Regions from separate parts of the Anas platyrhynchos genome. Here region 2 is linked to region 1. The links are chromatin contacts, called in public Hi-C maps. All regions are on one chromosome and are shown on one strand. Each heading gives the region's core, a stretch centred on a gene start, on an enhancer-like site or on the middle of the called end of the contact. The rest is flanking DNA. Distances are from core to core; before and after follow the strand shown. Region 1 has its middle 7.6 kb from the start of CTNNB1. Region 2 has its middle 60 kb from the start of CTNNB1.

What was found. A called contact is a pair of places that touch in the nucleus more often than the background predicts.
Region 2: a Hi-C map of small yellow follicle shows a contact between it and region 1, with 2.8 times the contacts expected there. The contact joins two enhancer-like sites. A contact is called at or near these places in 2 of 8 Hi-C or Micro-C datasets (F5 follicle and small yellow follicle).

What each region holds. Positions count from the first base shown.
Region 1 is chr2:113,349,403-113,353,814 of IASCAAS_PekinDuck_T2T, forward strand. It overlaps a transcript of CTNNB1 not described here. Among named protein-coding and RNA genes, the nearest start is that of CTNNB1, 7.6 kb to the left of the region's middle. Within about 2 kb of position 2,054, at least 5 of the 8 cell types and tissues checked have an H3K27ac peak or open chromatin away from gene starts, as enhancers often do. A contact at or near this core is called in small yellow follicle, where this site is marked.
Region 2 is chr2:113,402,229-113,406,649 of IASCAAS_PekinDuck_T2T, forward strand. No RefSeq gene overlaps it. Among named protein-coding and RNA genes, the nearest start is that of CTNNB1, 60 kb to the left of the region's middle. Within about 2 kb of position 1,688, at least 4 of the 8 cell types and tissues checked have an H3K27ac peak or open chromatin away from gene starts, as enhancers often do. A contact at or near this core is called in small yellow follicle, where this site is marked.

The sequences.
Region 1 (4,412 bases), core at 804-3,303:
AAAAGCAGGAACAGAACACTGATGAGTTTCACATTAAAGATTTGCATTTTTTTTTAAAAAAACATTGAATTCTTGTACAACAGAGCCATACAAGGTTAAATACAACAGCTCTCAATAAATACATTCTGTATGCACAAAGTAAGTACAGAGCAGCAGTCCCAAGTTGTGTGGAGTAGTGCCATTTGCAGTCCTCATGCACGTTGACAACTCTGAATGGAACTGTCTTCATAATAGCTGTATGCAGCAAGCAGAGATTATTTTGAAGTTTGTTATAAACAAGCATTGCTGGGCCTTGAGTAGTGTCAAATTTGTCATGCAACAGGAGTAAATTTGAATTTAATTCCGGATTCAAGTCTCTCCTCATACCAGCAGTTTAAGGACATGGATAGACAAGAACTACTCTGAACCTCACTGAAAAGCTGGCTCTCAAATAATTGTTTAAACCTGATTGTGTACAGCCCTAAACCAAGCAACAGACAACTTTGATATTTTGGGAGGCTGAGTTTGAAACAGTCAAGTTACAGATTCCCTTATTATCCGCACCAGGAGTCAGGATATAAAACTTCATGTTTTTCACATTAATGAGGCTTCCTTCAACTTTCACCGCAGCTGGTATTTAATACAGGGTGAAAGTATCTTGTCAGGGTCATTTGAAGATCTCCCAAGTAAACAGAAGTAACTTGCACAATATGCAACAAAAAAAAAGTCAAACCTTACAGCCAAGGGAAAACACCCTGCATTTTCACAGCTCTAAAGAAGATGACACTATGTGTTTTCACAGCTCTAAAACATTTCTATCTTCTTCCAGTTTGGATGGCAGAAACACTTCTCTGCAGCCTTCGGTACCACAGCGTGAGTTACAGCAGCATTACTATTTTTAAGTGCTGTGCCAAGGTGTAGCAATATGAACTACTTCAGAGCATGTATTAAAAGCTAGGAGCTACCAACAGCGACAGGAAACTCAGCCTGCCTTCCACAGCACGTACCCACCCTGAAATCCAGCTCACAAGGGAACAAACTCACGAACTTTGGCTCATGACAGCACTGCTCTGGTCACTTCCTCAAGCAACATTTGCTCAACACAGTTCCCTCCAACCACTAAGCAATACCTCAGGCCAGCAATCAACTCAGTACTTGATGTAAATGCAACCAGGCCAAATTTATTGCAGCTGGAATGCTGCCAGCCAATACATTCGGGAAGTGCCTGCAGAAAGGCAGGCAATGCCTCGCAGCTGATCAGATCATGATGAGCCTCACTAACACAGAATATATAAAATTGTTCTTTAAGATCCATTGCTTCAGTCAAGCATTAGGAAATTAAGAAACCTGAACAGTATTTGTTTTGCTGACCTCTCTCAGAGGTTAACAGGTTGCAACTTCCAAGCTTTAAATAACCTTAATACATGCTGAAAGAGGCAAACTGGCTTAAATAGCCACAGCTCTGGAGTTGGGAGAGGGGTTTTTGACAGCATACACAGGTCTGTCCATGCTCACTAGGAGTTACCTCTGCTTTCAATCACTGTTTTTGCTGCTTCATTTCCATTTTTCCCCCTTCAAGCACCCCACTTTACTACTGCATCATTTTTCCTGTGTTTCTAGCCCTTGCCTTCTGCCTTCGCTTATCTAAAAACCCCTTCCAACAAGGCTGATTAGCCCACACACACTAACTCCTACAGGAGTTCAGTTGGTGCCACATCACCAAGTAGTGTTGTGCTGGCCTATTTTCAGTCACCTCAGCAATCTGAGGCCAATTAAGAGCACAGAGCAGAGTTTCTATTCACACGCTCGTTACCTAAAGCACACAGCATACAAATATTTCTGTTCTTCCAAGACTTCCAAGAAAGTTGATTACAGCTGCTTAATGAAACTGAAGTGCAGGCACCCAGTTGCCTGGGCTAGACTTCTGAACTGGGTTATAAACTGTGCTGAAAGAGGATTTACTCCTCCGAAGTGAGGGAAAGGCTCAGATTACAGGGACAGAAAGTTAGAGGCTTATCTTTGAGTCCATGCAGCCTTAAGCACACGTGACAGTATCACAGGAAAGGGGCCACCAGAGCTTCCCAATGCAGCAGGATCAGGGCTCTGCAGTGCCCTGACACTGTAAGGTGTCGCCTGATTTACCTTTCCCCTGCAAAAGGGACAGCAAGCTAGTGAAAAGTCACATCTCACCCAGCTTGTCAAGTGAGGACCTGTGTCAGCACCTTACATTTCAAGCATACAGGTGTGTTTTTGCTCCTCCCAGCCACACAACACCACCCAGAAAGGACAGAGTTAGTTTCAGTCTATCACTGAAGAGCACCTTTAACCCCTGACTGGAAGTTCAGGTACTGAAATGTATCAGAAATGGACTTGGTGAGCTTCCAGTGCCAAGTCAGCCACCTCTCAGCTTCAGGAAGTGAATTTCACTGTAGGACAGGACTTGGGCAGCTAGCACAGCATTTAGACCCTAACAGCTTGCTCAACATGTCAGGGCCTTCCCAGGTGCTAAGGTTAAATACTCTTTTAAATACAGCCCATTACAAGTTGCAGCAAAGGCACACTTCACACCAGTCTGACCAGTGAGAGCCACTGGTCAGCCAGGAAACACCCAGACGATGGCTCCAGGCTCTGGTTTTCACAGATCAGAATTCAGACCAAGCTCCACAGGTACGTTACAAAGCTCACACAGCTCATCTGGGCACAGATCTGGAGCTCTGAAGCTTGACATGCTGCTGGGAAGCCCCACGAATAAAGCTGACAAGTCATGTAGAGGTGCTCTAATACCTTTAAGACAGACATTTTATGGGAATTTTAGCCAAAGTTACCTGTTGATAGGTCACCCAGAGAGCTCAAAAGGTACTCAGCAGCTATCTCAGCAGAATTTATAACCATCAGTGATACTCTACAGAATTTTGTCTGGTGCAGGTCAGAGCCTAGGAGTGTATACTATGTTCAGCCCCATGACTGACACTGCAGACCTTCTCAGTCTCATATACTACTAGAGTATATTACTTCTGTAGTAGGTGAATGCTCATTGCACTAAGTTTTATCACTTCAGGGAAGCTATGGCATTAGTATCCACAGCATTTTTCTTCCCCTTACCTACAGAAGCACTGAGTTGCTGCAAGGAGTCTGTCAACCTAAGTGATTACATTCAAAGTTACAGGCACATGAACCGGCAGCTTCTAATAAGACCTGCAAATTCAGGTGCCAAAGTGATTTTCTCAAAGCTACACTTTGTGCACTTCAATTTGTTTGTACTCTGTAAAAATCACTGGTTGTCTCTGAGAGACACAAGCAGCAGCTATGCTCAAGCTGATAGTTCAGAGAAATTATCAGTTCATGTTGGAAAGTAATGGCTTAGAGCATTTCACTGGCAAGTACGACAACAGTAGAAAAAATCTATAATTTAATACAATGGTCAAAATTGGCTCCAAGTACCTGCGCATCCTTCTCTGTCCAAAAGAGAGAAGATGATCATCTTAACACTTACAGTAAGATGGGAGAAACTGCTTCAACTACTCATCAGGTGTTACATATCCAGCTTTAGCAAAGAAAAAACCATCCCTCCCCACAAAATGTGCCCACCAACCATTTGACAGCAGTTCACAGCCTAGTATTAAAGGACTGGTATGACAGATTCGGGTTTATGAACTTAATGCAAGTTCCTAACAAGATTAGCAACCCAATTACTCTGTCCTCACTGTTTAGATCAAATAAGCAGCACAAATTCACGCATGTAGCCTCAAAGCAGTTACTAAGTCACTTCTGTGCAGCAAGCGACTGAGATCTTTTGGTCACCAGCAGGCTCTTCTGATTAGGGCCTTCCTGCAGCATTTATTGTGCTGGAATACTTCCACAGCTGGGCAAAGCATTAAGAACACTTCTATAACCACTGTGTAAAGTCACCACTTCCTATCTGAGGGACACAGGGGCCTGCACTGTGCATGCTCCTGCCTTGCTGTGTTAGGGATGAGCTAGCAATTTTGCCTAAGGCAGAGTCTGCAAGCAGCCCTAACCTAATGAGCTTTTGGTCCATGTGCCCCCACTTTTACCAATTAAGTGGTCTTTAATGGAGACAGCAGCAGCCTGGGCCAAGCACCGCTCTTCTTATATGTGGCTAGGTAGGACTAAAAAGCTGCCACCACAACCACAGAGAGTCAAATACACCAGATTTAGGTTATTTATGTTCTTACAACACACTGTAAGAAAGTCCAGTTACAAACCACTGCCAGGCCTCAAGCTTCTTGCCCAGTTTTGAGCATCCAAAAGACAGATATAATCATTCTGCAGTCACTTGTGGCAGCATACATCACTAACAGGACTGGCAGCCACTGTATTACAGAAGTATCTATTACAGAAGTATCTTTCCCTGCTGTTTGTGTAGAATTTAAAGCTTCTACTTCCACACTTCTAACAGTGACAATGTAGCA
Region 2 (4,421 bases), core at 438-2,937, 52 kb after region 1:
TTAAGGCCCAATTTGTGCTCCTATTCCCACCATTCTGTCAAGTTGGTGCTAACATATCCGGGGACAAATGCAGCTGTCCAGGTTGACGACTGGTACATCCCCATTTAATTTAAGGTTCTGCCCAACCCGCCCAGCCATCAGACCTACAGCCCAAACTACCTCATGTCAGCAAAGCTGTGGTAAGCAACTTGGGCCATCATAAATGCTAGGGGGAAAAAAAAAAATCTGCTTAAAAATGTCTTCCATCAACAGGCTTTGCTTTGAGAACATGACCAAGCCTATGCTCCCTCCAGGAACTGAAGTGCAAACATCCCAACATAAGGTAGGTCCCAACCAACTTAAGCTAAGTCAGGGCCCGAGCTAAATAGGGTCCAGCTGCAGGGGGCAGAGCCCCTCAGCAATTTGGGCCACCTCCTGTGGGACAAAGCAGCTGCTGGATGTACCTCTTCAAGTCTCCATTTCTTTGTCTAAGGGTTGTGTGACACAGCCTGGAAGCCACCACCAGTGCTGCACAGGAACACAGGCACCAAATGCTGGATGATCAAATATTTGAGATAACCTGACCGTGAGCAGCTCATGAAGAAAACATGAATGCATGGATGTTCATGAAAAATGTGAAGCTAGCAATTACAAACCAAGAAATTTAAGGCAACTGCCAATCCCTCATAGATCGGTTGTAATCAAATTATAGGGCTATAACAAATTGGAAATTTGCTTGCTTATTCAGACTCCTAAGTACAACCTTAATGTTGTTGGTTTTTTTTTTCCACCACCAATTCAGAAACAGCAGCAAGCACTGTCAATTTCTGTAATGTGTTAGCATACCATAGGATGTATTGGCCTGGACAACTCCTGGAAATGTTCAGAACAAGATTTGTCTCCATTTTATCTCAAGAACTAATTTGTACACACTGAAGATTTAGGCAAAATGTGGGGAAAAAAATGCAGTGAAATAAGTCTTGTAGATATAAAGAGTGAGAGAATTTTGAAATTATGTTCAAGATGCCCTTTGTGGTGCACATTACCCTTCCAGAAGTAAGATTTTCATAAACATTTCCATGGAAGTTCATTTTTATTAAAAGTCATAGTAGTATGTAGTTCTCCTTCCAATATAATGCAGGCCGATATAAAACAATGTTGAGTCACTGTGTAATGTTTGATATATAATCTCTCTGTCTGTCTAGCTAGCGAGCAATTTCTCTGCAGACAAATAACTCCTCTATCTGCACAGCACACTATGTCTCTGTGTATGTTTTGATTCAAACTTTTCCATCTTATCCTTCCCTTTTCTGTGCAAGACAGGGATATTGATGTTTTCTATATTTGCTATCTTTCCTGATTTTAACGGTATGTCAACAGAAAAAAATAATAGTCAGCTCCCTTAACATATAGCGCAGCTCTAACTCTGATCAAAGTTCATTAATAAAAAATAAAGATTTGTGATTATTTCAGACAAGTGCCTAACAATACGTTGTACGCTCTACTTTTGCACATAATTAAGAGTACATTTCTCACATCTTGTTTCTTGCAGATGCAAATAAAGTTCACTTCCTCCCCTCCCCAAAGCATTTGGGAATATACTTTCTTTACACATGCTTTCACATTTTTTCCGGTATCTTACATTCCTTTGACCTAAATACTCTCCAGAAAGGCACTGTGTCTAAGGTCAATGAAACAGGAAAACGAAACCCTGAGAGCAGCCACAGAAACTGCCTTTATACACACCAGTTCCTCCAGCAGCAATGGTTAAGTTTAGCAGCAATCTATTATTAAACAGACCGGGACACTTCGGTCTAGAGAGAGATGGCTGGGGCCAAGGTGGACTACGGCAGTGTGCTGTGAAACCACAAATGGCTGGAGAAAGTATAAACAGAAGGATTATTTACTATTCCTGACAGTATAAATGGGATACCCAGTGAATTAATCAAGCGGTAGACTTAAAACAAATCGAAAGAAATCACCACCACGGTCTTACCCTGGGAAGCTGTTACCACAAGATATTTAGATAGCAGAAGTGTAAATAGGTCTGAAAGTTTATTGCACAAATGCAGGGGGTGAGATTGGTTGAACACAAATGCACCGATGAATGTCCTGGAGAAGATGAACAAAGGGTAGTTATTTACTATTTCTCCCCATTTTACTCAGTGTCCAGTAGCTTGTTTTATTTTATTGTATTTTTTTTCAGTTGACCAGGCAGTAAATGTAAAACAAACACACATAATTAAGCTGTGGCCCTGGTAGCTAGAGGAGGCTGGGAAGGCCAAAAGTGACATGCAATCAAAAAGTGATCGGACAGATTGAGATCAGAAAAGACTCTTGAGGGGAGTTAAATACCACATTATGAAGACATCCTTCAGCTCGGATTGTCAGAAGCTGGAAGCCCATGCCTGAGGAAGGATGAGCTTGAATTTGCCCTTTTCTTGCACGTTTCCTGAAGCATCTGCTCTTGCCGGATGCCAGAGACGATTCTGGGTGATTTGGTCTGACCCCGCTGGATGTTTTGTAGGTTTCTATCCAAATGATCAGTAGCAAAGTGGCATTTGGTTCGTCCTCAAAACAAAAGCGATGCTGAAAGACAGTGAAATGACAGAGGTAGTTTACAGTCCTTCCTCAGCCACAGCTTGTTTGCAGGCTGGGAGGGATGACAGCGCATCTCTGTGTGCATTATAAACCTAATGGATCTGGTCAGTGAACTCTACAAAAAATTCAGTTTATCTTTTTTTGTGCTTTTAGCTTTAACTTTTAGCTGCAAGGATTATATAAAGGTGGTGAGAGTTGCTACAGCTCTGGTAAATCTTTATGAAAAAGCTAAATTTAAAGGCATCTTTCATGTCAAATGTCTGTAAGAGATATTAAACATGTTCCAACCCCAAAGAAAGGCAGACTTTTCAGGATTTTTTAGGACAGATTTTTTAGGATTTGGCCTGCTCCACACCACAGAACTTGGGCTGAATGTTGTTTTGCGGGTGTGGTGAGCACTTATGTTGCTGTAGGAAAACAGGAGCAAAGGTGTACAGGGAATAGCAGAGCTCAGCAGCAGCAGAAAGTTTGAGCAGAGTCTGAGCATTATGTGGTTTTGGCAGACACCAGAGTCAGTTTGGGGTTGGGGTGTTGACCAAAGGAGGCTGGGAGTGAAGGACAGGAGAACGACCTCTTTCTGTTGTGTTGCTCCTCCTGTGCTTACAGAAGTGGGGTTTTGTACAGTCTTCCGAATGAACAGAGCTTCAGCAGAGATACCTGATTGCATCTCCTCCTCACTGGAATAAGCGAGAAGAGCCTGAATTTTCATTAACTCTGCAGCCTAGAGGGATAACAAGGCATTTTACAGGAACCAGAGAGGCAGGCAGGGTGGCTGTGTTCTGTTTGCAGTGCGAAGCACAGTGCCTGCACTGATTGCGAGGTGATTTGGCTTCTCGTTTTTGAGTGTCTGAGTTTCCAGCAGTGAAATGGAGATGTTCGGTCTGGCACCAAGCTGCAGGGAGAAATACTGCCTGCTTTGCAAGCCAGCTCTGTGAAGCGACACACATGCATTTTTCAACGCATGCAAATCTCTGCATACACTGCTGCAGATCTCCACAGAGCAAAGAGCATCTCACAGAGGGGAGAGGGGTGCTTACAAAAGGTAACCCCTGAAAGGCAGCTGTGTCAGGAGCCTCTGCCATGCAAGTCGTTTTTTTTTTTTTCTCCTGAAAACAGAAAGGGAAAAAGCCTTCCTCCCTATCTTTGTAACTGAGACAGCCACTGTCTCTCCCTACTTCTGGGTTTCTCGTTTTTCCTTCTAGTATATAATGGGAAAGCATGTTAGGCCCAGAGCTCAGACGTGGGAGTCTGCGAGAGAGAGCGGCAGCTCCAAGACAGTAAGTGGAGGTGACAAGTTCCTGGCAATATTAAACATTAACACTGAATATTTTGTTGGTATTTAACTCCGGGACGTTTCATGTTCCCGAGCAGAAGCAGAACATCCCCCCCACCCCCTCCCCTTTGTTCTTCCCTCCCCTGCTCTGTGCATGCAGAAGGCAGGGATACGAGATGCCAGCTCCTTCGGGGCTGAGATGGCTTTATATACACAAAGAGAGAGGGTGAGCTGATAAAGAGGAGACAGGATCTAATTCTGTACGCTGCCGAGACTGTGACTTGGAGATGGGGAATACTCTGTGTACGAGGTGGGTGTGCTCCTGTGTGTATATACGTATAAAGCTGAACACAGGAGAAATCCCGCTCTGCTGGAAAGTGGATGGCGAGAGGGAGAGGTGGAAATTTAAAGTGATCTTTTAAAAGGTTTATGTATATTTTGTTTCTGCTAGAAATGTGTCTGCACCGCAGGGAGGGAGCGGACGCCTTCCTGAACTTCCCACGCTGGGGAGGAGCTGGCCTGGAGGGACAGATTCACTTCTGTGGCAAGACAGGGCTTTATCAGGGTG